Linked DNA regions of Xenopus tropicalis: region 2 is linked to region 1. A link is a contact called in public Hi-C data. All regions are on one chromosome and are shown on one strand. Each heading gives the region's core, a stretch centred on a gene start, on an enhancer-like site or on the middle of the called end of the contact. The rest is flanking DNA. Distances are from core to core; before and after follow the strand shown.

What was found. A called contact is a pair of places that touch in the nucleus more often than the background predicts.
Region 2: a contact with region 1 is called in a Hi-C map of gastrula embryo, with 2.0 times the contacts expected there. The contact joins the promoter of evx1 here to the promoter of hoxa1 in region 1. A contact is called at or near these places in 2 of 5 Hi-C or Micro-C datasets (brain and gastrula embryo).

Annotation. Positions count from the first base shown.
Region 1 is chr6:42,135,269-42,140,721 of UCB_Xtro_10.0, reverse strand. It overlaps hoxa1 (homeobox A1), which reads left to right and starts at 2,683. Exons shown (of 2, transcript NM_001008016.1): 1 at 2,683-3,340; 2 at 3,666-4,827. The coding sequence starts at 2,725. The coding sequence ends at 4,021. LOC101734399 (a long non-coding RNA gene) reads right to left here and starts at 2,520. Exons shown (of 2, transcript XR_001924738.2): 1 at 2,381-2,520.
Region 2 is chr6:42,293,311-42,298,763 of UCB_Xtro_10.0, reverse strand. evx1 (homeobox even-skipped homolog protein 1) reads right to left here and starts at 3,388. Exons shown (of 3, transcript XM_002933384.5): 1 at 2,666-3,388; 2 at 1,076-1,317; 3 at 1-333. The coding sequence starts at 3,371.

The DNA of each region.
Region 1 (5,453 bases), core at 1,434-3,933:
ATATAATATATAAAAGGGTTTCTAAATCAAACACACACCTTTTACCAGAGCAGGGCAATAATATACTAATTAATTTGATACACTTTAATTTTGGTGTTACTGTTCCTTTAAGGTATGGTAATCCAAATGATGAAAAAAATAGATCCCTCACCTCTATTTTCAAATGCCACAAAGGAAAATTTCAACTTATCCCATCTTCTGGGGTGTTCAGTTAAATAACCCTTCGCTTGCTGAGTGTATACCCTTATCCCTTAAAGGGGATGTAATTAAATATAAAAGAAAATATATGTCAAAGCAACTCATATAAGTCAATGGCAAATGTTTTGTCTGTCCCTCCAATCCTATGCACCAACTGACAATTATGACTACTGAAATAATAGCTCTCCTTCAGCAGAGAATCTAGTCTCCCCAGTGACTTGCAAGCTTCTTCAGAGCTATCTTCTGATACATTGTTTCAACAGTCAGCTCCAGCAGTGCATAGAATATCTAAGGACAGATAGATACTGTTTTCTATTACTGTTATTAAAATCATGGAAAATATGTAATGAATATATATTGACAAGTTGCTTAGAATTACACTGCTAAGTTTGCAAGTCCTTTACTTTTTCCTTTTTAAAAGTTTTTTAGGGTTATTAAGCCATTGTCTCTGTGGTACTATAGTCAGAGACCTCATGGTATCAGCTTTTAACAACATATTAAGTATATGAAAATATGGTTGTTACTGTCATCCAAATTATCATTCTACCCCAAATCTCAGCCTTCAGAACCCCTCTCTTGATCCCTTGTAGCAGCCCTAAAAGTGTGTGTGCATTTTTTTTTTTTAAAAAAGGGACAATCAATTCTCACTCTAGACACAATTGCAACTGCACCCCTTGTGGTCATAAAAATATGCAGCTGAGGTATGACTTTGCAAAGCTGCCTCTACAACCCATATTTGCACAGACAAATATCCCAGTCATAGAAATAAAATGGAAATATATTTGATAACACAAGGTCTGCCCCACCTTATTCTCAGCAGAGTGTGTGTTTGTGGTAGCAACGTGTAATGCGACCAGTATCTATAACCTGTAGATCGCATTAGTTTTGCTGAACTACAACTCCCAGTTGTTGTCGACTTCTTAAAGTTATAGTTTTCAAGCAAGAGCTACGAAGCATTGGCTGAAAACAGCCTATTTAGATAACATTTACAGGCATATCTCTAGAGATAACACGGAGCCACGCCTTTAACTGCCATTAAGAATGCAACAGCCACTGCAAGTATAATGAATAATCTAGCAAAGACACAGAATAGAATGTTTACACGTGGGAGTGTGTGCAGGTCTGTGTAAATGTGACCGGGATTAACCCTTTGCTACCTGACAATCTACAATGTTACTACAGCCCTGTGCACTAAAATATGAAGTACAATCAACATTGTGACCACACATTTTTGACAGGACTATGCACATACAATAATCTTTGTCCAGATGATTTTGCTGTAGTGCCCAAGGGATTATTGTACAACCAAAGGAGAAGAAGCCAGAGCTTTCCATGACAAACTCGTTATTACCATGGTAATATTGACTGTTCTATCCTCTGTACTAAAGAAGTGAGGCGTGGCTGCTAGTGACCAGCTGTACATATAGAGCCTGCCTATGCTTTGCTCTGGCATTGAATGGGTTAAGGAAGATTCCCAGATATAGTGTAAAAATGCACGGTGTGATCAGTCGGACAAGTGTAGAGCAAATCAATGAGAGGATCAATCAGTCTTCAAAGACCAGCAATAAATGTAGAACTACACTTATGCATAGACACACACAAAGCTGAACCCTACCTATGTGCATGTTTGTTCATTTTTGTGTACAGTGCAATTGTCCGATATTGTGTACTATCTATCTATCTATCATCATCTATCTACCTATCTGTAATTATCTATCTCTATCTAGTGTCTGCCTGTCTGCCTCTCTATCTACAAGATACACTTATCCAAAACAGGAATGCATGGACACACACAAAGCTGAACTACAGGTATCTGCATATTTGTTCCTATTCCGTGTACACTGCAATTGTCCTATATTGTCTTACATACACTGTCTATCTATCTATCTATCTATCTATCTATCTATCTATCTATCTATATCTATCTATCTATCATCTATCTATCTATCTATCTATCTATCTATCTATCTATCTATCTATCTATCTATATATCATCTATCTATCTATCTATCTATCTATCTATCTATCATCTATCATCTATCTAAAACAGAAATGCTTAGACTCACACCCACTACACACTACAGTGTCTCTCACTAATACCCATACCTGTGTATTTTTAGACACCCACTGACACACAGTTGTATCCCCAAATCCCCCTGACCAATCACTATTTGCTCCTTACCGGGTTAGGGGGTTCTTCGGGTGCCCCCGGCTCTGACATCTGCACTGTGGCGGTTCCCGGGTAGAGAGGACTGTGCGACTTGGCCGCTGCTCTCTCAGTGCACTGTACTCCCAGCCGTGTGCGTCACCTGGATAGAGCAGCGCCTGGAATTTAAATGCAAGTGTAGGGCCGATCCATCACCAGTTAGTGTAGGCAAACTTTATCTGTCGCTGCTGCCATTGGCTGGCCTCTCCACGTGACCTGCCCTCACTGTACATTCATATGATTTTGTGCTGGACCTATGGAGGAAGTGAGAAAGTTGGCACGGCCACGCCAGGCTCTGTGTCACAGTCACCTAGTGATAGATGGACTATGCGAGGATGAGCTCCTTCCTAGAGTACCCGGGCTTAATGAGCGGCGACCTCGGGACCTGCTCCTCCAGATCCTTCCACCCCGACCATGGAATTACAACTTTCCAGTCGTGCGCAGTCAGTGCTAATAACTGCAACAGCGATGATCGTTTTGTGGTCGGACGAGGGGTGCAGATAAGTTCTCACCCCCATCACCACCACCACCAAGCCGGTGCCTTTCAGCACCACAACAACCTGGGGATGTCTTATACTCATACCAGCTGTGGCTCCAACTATGGCATGCAGAACTTCAGCCCCGGCTACTCTCATTTCCCCATCAATCAAGAGGCAGATGTGAGCGCAGGGTTCCCCCAATCTGTCTACTCCGGCAACATCGCTTCGTCTGTGGTCCAGCATCACCAACACCAGTCTTACATCGAAGGATCCGCTCACTATATCCACCATTCCTACGGACCTGACCAGAACATTTCTGTGGCCAATTACAATAACAATGTATCCAGCCTACATATCAGCCAGAGAGAAGTTTGCCGGTCTCCTTCCAGCGAAACATCCCCGGGCCCTGCACAGACCTTTGACTGGATGAAAGTAAAGAGAAACCCACCCAAAACAGGTAATGTCTACCCTTTCTACACCCACTTACTCTATTAAGGCGCCCTTGTTTTATCAAGTAAATCTTTATCTATCATCTATCTATCTATCTATCTATCTATCTATCTATCTATCTATCTATCTATCATCATGATCATGATCTATTATTCTTTATGTTGATGTTGCCCTATAAGTTAGTGGGTGGGGGTACAAATGGAATGTAACAGTTTGTGACTGTATAATACAGTCAGTAACGGTAGAAAAGGCACCCCCATAACACTGGGGTTGTTGGCTGCTACATTTCTCACATTCCATATGGATTATAACCCTGACTTTTTTTATTTCAGGTAAAGCTGGGGAATATGGCTTTGCCGGCCAGCCCAACACAGCCAGGACCAACTTCACCACCAAACAGCTGACAGAACTAGAGAAAGAATTTCATTTCAACAAGTACTTGACCAGGGCCCGCAGGGTAGAAATTGCTGCTGCTCTACAGCTCAATGAGACCCAAGTAAAAATCTGGTTCCAGAACAGGAGGATGAAACAGAAAAAAAGGGAAAAAGAAGGACTTCTCCCCATCTCCCCATCAGCCAGTACAGGAAGCGATGAAAAGTCAGAGGAGCTGTCAGAAAAGTCCAATTCTTCACCCTGTGCTCCATCTCCTGCCTCCTCTACTTCAGATCATCTCAGTACTTCCGGTTAGAAGGCTGAAGGCATTGCCTGTGCTCGATTGATCAACCAAAGCCTTAGCAGTGATTTTAGTTGTCTATTGTTTATGCCAGAATTTCAGCTGGTACCATTAAGATTATATTTTTGCACAAGTTTGAAAAGTCATTTTCGTTTTGAGCTAAAATACCCAAGTTAACTAAAACCTGTTTTGGCATGTGTCACACTAACTGTCTCTTGCTATGAGCTGCTATGGACAATCCATATGAGGGACATTCCTGCTGGGACTTTTTACTGGGAAATCACTGGTTGCAGATCCTCAAGGACTGATGCACTACTAATAGAGAAAAAGTTTACACAAGTTAAAAGACTTCTATTTAATTTAAAGTTCTATGGTGTCTGTATGTGAAAAGAGTGTACATATATTGTTCCAGAGATTTATCTTTCAAGTGTTTTTGTAGAAATTCTAATAATTATCAGATGGTGGAGTGGTTGGAAGAATCTCAAAGTTTTCTAGCACAGGAAAAGACAGCAGTGTTTGCTGACCGCATACCTCAGTAATCTCTCACATTTACTAGGTGTTTACAGTCATGATTTTAGGTGAATATTGTGTGTTTTGTTTGTCAGGAAATCGTGCTAGATCGTCCAGTATCCAGGGTATTTATCCAAACAAAACCACTCGTTCTCTGATCCAAGAGAAACGCTTCTAAATCGCCTTTAAGTGAATGTCTTGTAAGACCAAATGTGTGTATAATTTGTGATTCCATCGCGAACCCTTGCATGACACCGAATGTAAACTGAGTTTTATCAGTTGGAATTTGTCAATAAAACATTTGTATGCTACCTCTGACTAAACTAGTGTGCATTTTATTGGGCAGCATGTAAAAGGTTAAAGAATTTCCATCAAAACCAGGAGGTCTTGTAGATGAGGGTCCCAGGGCAAAAAAGTTGTAATTCATAATCACAACAAACGCAAAAATTGCGTCTCCCGGCAGAGCGAATTTAACTCTTTGCGCCAACGTTTCGTTTTTATTCGTTTTGCGCCATTTTTATGGGTTCTCCACTATCTCCTGTCTAACAACTGTAGAAACACCTTGGGTCAAGCTCAGCTGAACTTTTCACCCCAAACTCACTACTGACATGTGTAAACACTGGTGCCTGACAAAAATGCCAGACGCTTCTTCAACCAGTCTTTCCTCACCTCCTCCCCTATAAACACAAAGCTTCACATCTTTGGGAGGCTCGAGGGATATATTTTCAGTTTCTCATCCCACCCCCTCAATAATAAGAACATTATTCTGAAATCTATCTAATCCCCTGTCGTAAAGTACTTATTAAATTATTACTGTACTTGTTAGTGCATTGCGATGTGACGCTGGAACGAATTAGTAAATTGCAGAATTTGCGGGCAGAATGACGCTGATACTAATGGCGCTATTTAAAGTGGATGCAGCTAAACTTCAAAGTAA
Region 2 (5,453 bases), core at 2,139-4,638, 160 kb before region 1:
AGCCCCTAGTCCGTGTGCGGGGGAGGCGTAAATGGAAGGGTGGCGGAACGCACAGAGCAATTCTGGTCTGGGGTAAGGATGGGACAGAACTCTGAATGTATCCAGTGGCCTCAAGGGGGCGCTGAAGGGGGTGGCAGCTGTAGTTGAACCAGCGCTGATGCCCATATGAGAGTAGTAAGGAAGAGGTAGGTGAGAAGGGAAAGGATAAGGTAGGTTGCCAGTGGCTGCTGCGTGGCTCATCATATAGGTATAGAAAGCTGGGTCTGCGGGGTGCGGCCAGGTCATTGCAAGTCGCTGTCGCTTATCCTTCATCCGCCGATTTTGGAACCACACCTAGTAACAAGGGAGAAAAGAGACTTAGTAAAACCAAAGCTCCAGTGTATATGCGTTGTTCCCTCAAGCAGCATGGGAAATAGGGCAGTGACACTTATGGGCCCTTCTTAGTGATGCTATCCTAGACTGCCAGCAGGCAAATACCAGGACTATGCATGAAGTGCACTGCCTGGGGGATAGGGCTTTTCTATCTTGACCTTGTGTAGAATCCACACGCTATGCCCAGCAGGTGGGCCTCCCTGACTGCCAGATGTCACATCCTACACCAGAATAGTTAATGAAATAGAGATCAAAATAGAAACAAGTGAGGGGCAACGTTTCGATCCACATTAGAAATCTTTCTCTAGTACAGGGTGAGCGAACCAGATGAATGTTATTTCATCATTTGCGCAAAGCACATTAGTTAAAATCTCGTATAGATGTGAGTGATCGCTGCTCCTGAGTGTGGCAGGATAGACATCAAAGAGCAGGAAAGGCACAGTACAGATACCAGGTACATTTTACAATATAAATACTTTGATTGCATTGATATCATAGAGGGAAGTACATCTCATTATTTTAGCTTGTCAGTCAGTGAAAGAATATTAGTAAAGATCTGAACTCTGATACTTTGTATTACAACCTGTGACTGAATCTATGTGTGTTTCTTTAGATATGTGTGGGTACCCGTGTATGATATTCCCAATGAGCCTGTATAAAGATGTCTGTATATAGAGCCCTAGGAGCTGATCGCTGTACCTACCTTGATAGTGGTCTCAGGCAGGTTGAGGGCCGCAGCCAGTTCACACCTCCTGGGCCTGGACACATAGTTTTCCCGGTAAAATTCCTTCTCCAGTCGTGCGATCTGCTCCCGGGTGAAGGCTGTCCGGTATCTGCGCATCTGGTCCCCGGCACAGGAGGAGAGGGAACCGTGGGGTCCGACACCTCCCTTGGATGAATCGCTGCCATTGATAGGACTGCCTCCCATGGGCTCTGAGCACTGACCTGCACACACAAGTCAAACAACACATTATTATATTGGGCCGATCTGGGCCACCCCTGTCCTTCCAGCACTGGGACCTGGTCATACTAACTTGGGTTTTAATAGCAGAAATGGCGACTGGCCACAATACTTGGGTAATGACTTTAGCAAAGTAAATCAATGGCTGATTTCCAGGCCAGTGAGAGACTATTCCCTTGCATTATGAAGACCACTGTACACCGAGGTCAGGTATAGCCATAGCCTGTATGGACCCTTGGTGGCACCATTGCCCATTGCAGACAGGATTGAGGGGGAGATAATGAGTAGTCCAGTAAATAGAAACTGGCAGTATGTCCCATGAGTAGTCTCTAAACAGGACATTAAACAACGTATCACGGACATAACTTTAAGCCAGACTCTACTAAAACGCATCTATATGGCCCGAACCTACTACTAAAACAATAGCAATGTGGGGCAGCTGTCAGTTTAGCTCCCTTTCCCGAAAGCTGAGGCATGACAGATCGGCATAGAGTCTTTATGTCACATCCCAGGTGTAATTTCCGACCTGGCGCCAGGCACCAGCCTTCTAGGTGTGAGTCGGACTCCCCATGTCAGACAGGGGCCTGGCCTTTCCCTATTGTCTCCCTGCTCACCTACAGCCTGCCGGGCTGGGCAACTCCGCCTTTGATCTTGGGTCACTAGAAAAGGTGTCAAATGCTGAGACAGCAGGAAGGTAGCGCTTGTAGGCGCTCTGGGGGGGGGGGGGGGGGGGGGGGGGGTTAATAAGTGCTAATTCCCAGTGCTATGCTAATATATTGCCCGGCGCTGTCTGGGTCTGTGTGTTCAACTATCCCAGGGCAGTGCCATTTGTATCTGTGCGTCTGCTTGTCTTTCATTATATATTTATTGTACACAAAGCATCAATAAAAATGTTCAAATTACATCCATTTCTATCCTGAATTGAACTGCTCGGAGTCTAATATACCCCCGGATACCCCTCTGAAATATCTGCCTTATAACACATATTCTTCATATTGAAAATGCGCACACACCAATACGTAAATATGTAAACAAATGTACACACAAATACAAATATATTAAAGTCATGCACAGCCAACATGAGAATATGAACGGAATCCGGGCCACATATTAAATGGTTGTCTCTCCTGATTTATGCACAACAGCTGGTAATGTAGCAATATTTGTGAATTAATTCCAATATGTACAGGAAATATTAGAATGTTACCCGGACATTTACTCCCTGCTGGATATGCAGCTAAGTGCGCTAAATAGCGCTAAGGAATCTCTGTTTAATAGATAACGGTCCCTTCCCACAATAGATAAATGCATGAGCGGTAAGTGCCCCGGTACCTGCACTGTGCTGCTGCTGCTGCTGCTGATAGTCGGAGGCGGCGGAGTTACATTCCGGGGTGCAACTCACTTCGATTTCCTCGTAAAAGTCTGACTCGGTGTCCGAGCTGCTGTGCTGCCCCTTGGCGGACAGGGAGTCAGAGAGCGCCGGTGGGTGCGGAGAGGAGATCCGTAGCGCCGGGGACCTGCTCCCTTGCTGGCCGTTCGCCTGTGTCGCTTCTACATCGCTCCCCTCCGGTCTGTCTCTGGGCGCTATGGGGCCAGCCCTGGGGCTCAGGCAGCTCCTAGGAACCAGCTTGTCCTGCGGCTCCGGCATGGGGCTTCCCACTGCGTCCGACAAATGAGCCATTCTCTTGCCAACTAGACTGCCAAGCTGCCCTCCCTCCAAAAACACGAGCATCTCCTTCCTGCCTTCCATGGCGAGTGAGTGCAGATGAGCAGAGAGAGGGTGACCCTGCTGCGCCTCCGCTGCTCTGTGCGCTACTGGCTCTGGGAGGGAACACCATTGCCCTCTTCTTTCTAAGCTGTCATCCCTAATGGTGCAATCGTCATTACTCTCGCACTGACGCCACTCATTGATCGCTGCTGGATAAATAGCAACGTCCGCCACCTTCAAGATGAAAGGAGAAGCCGGAGCTAATGGTTTATGGTACTGATGCGCCACATGAACACAGATGATGAGGAAAGTGCGAGCAGAGATATTCATCTGCAAACAAACAGGGACATCGCCACTTATGCTCCAATGGGGACTCGGGGGGCTTAATGGCTCCCACCAGATCTTTGCTTTGCTAATGAAGTGAGCTTTTTAGGGGCTTCTTCTTTACTACTCAACCTTGTTCTATAATGCATCTGAGCAATCGCTGCTTTTAAAAGAAGTGTGAAGCTCTGCTTTCTTGCCCCTGCATTATTTAGTAATGCCACTATGAAGCCATCAGCATTGGCACCTGCAAACTTTGGGGTTGTAGGATCTGCCTTTATTTCTTGTACATTATCGGGATTTATGATGACTTGATTCCCAGTTTAACCAACCATTGATTTTTTTTCATAAAGTACATTTTATTATTAACATTTCATTTATCTCCTCAGATTTGTGTGCCTGGTAATGGAAACCATCTCACCTGCAGGATGCCCATAGACACACACAAGCCTGGATTTGAGGTACTGGGATGGATTTCTATATGGATTATGTATTTCTGAGTTTGGCAGAGATGGGCACACTTACTATCTAACAGGGATGATTATTAGGGATTGGATCACACAAACATTTATCTTATTTCCCCTTTGGATATTACAGATGAATGTTAATTTGTATTCGATATTAATTCGTTACTACAACATTGTATAAACCTTTTTTTTTAGTAGCTGAAGGAACAGCAGCGAATTGAGATTTGCTTCCTCTGAAATCCATATCTAAATATAATCCGTATAAATATAATATAAAATGACTATCTTGTCCAGGTACCTAGCTCACTCACAGTACAAGAGGAGGATTGGTACTCATGCTATTCAATAAGAAAAGCCACTTGGGGGATACAATGGGGGTATATTTATCATGAGGAGAAGAGAATGTTCTTCAAGTAAAATGTTCCAATAACAACAATGACATTTGTGGAACCTTGCTTAGTCTGATTAAATATCCCCCTAGCAATTTGTATACAGCCGTTTATCAGGGGAAATAGAAGAGACTGCCTGTTACTATTATTACACAGCACCGAGCAGACAGTGCTAAATGTAACCTAGCCAGCCAGTAAAGGGGGTCATTCGATCACTAGAGAAGAAGGAAACGAAATTTAAGCAGATAAGGTATCTGTGGGCTTTAAAGCCCCCACCAATATAAACTGGAGGAATGGGATCTGACGGATGTGTTTTAGTAAATTGGGAATTCAGCTATATACTATCACTCCGCATCACTCACTCATTATTACTCTGCTGACATCCGCTTTCTTCTTTTTGGAATTGTTGCAACTCATTTTTTTTAAAGAATGTCGTTTTACACAGTAACAAGCGCAACAGACATTGTAGCACCTTTACTAGAAGCAAATGCATGTCTGGTCTTTTTCACACACACACAAAATACTTCTCTTCCCCACATAATGCTGTGTCCCGTAACAGGGATTTAAACCAAAATATTTTTAAACAATGAAATAAAATGCTATTCTTAACAGATGAACAGAACACCTGAATTAAAATAGTCAGTGCCAGTCTAGTCGCAATTGAAAGCAATATTTGTTCTTTTCTGTACCCCATGTTCTGACTCTTGAGAAAATGTAGGAAATGGAGCCAAGACTCAATTTCTCACAATGTTTTCAATGCTTTGCAATTAGTTTATCAGCTGGCTTTTGTTTCAATATTCAGAACCACAAGTGCAGTGAATACCAATGAACAGACAAATATGGCTTTCATTGCCAATTATGCCTACCACTAAAAACTGAAAAATGTTGATTAATGTAATTTATTGGAATGTTGCTTAGAATTATATATTTTTTTAATTGGGCAAATGGTATTTTTGGGGTTGAGTAGCCTTGGGTTAGGTGATTAATTACATAAAATAGGCAGACACAATTAATATACATAGGTAATGATAGATATAAGATAGGTAGGTAGAAAAATAGACAGTAAGACAGGTGGGTAAATGAATGCCTACATGTTTTTTTTATGTACAGATAGATAGATAGACAGATAGATAGATAGGTAGACAGACATGTAGATGATAGATAATAGATAGATAGATAGATGATAGATAAATAGATAGATAGAGATAGATAGATAGATAGATAGATAGATAGAA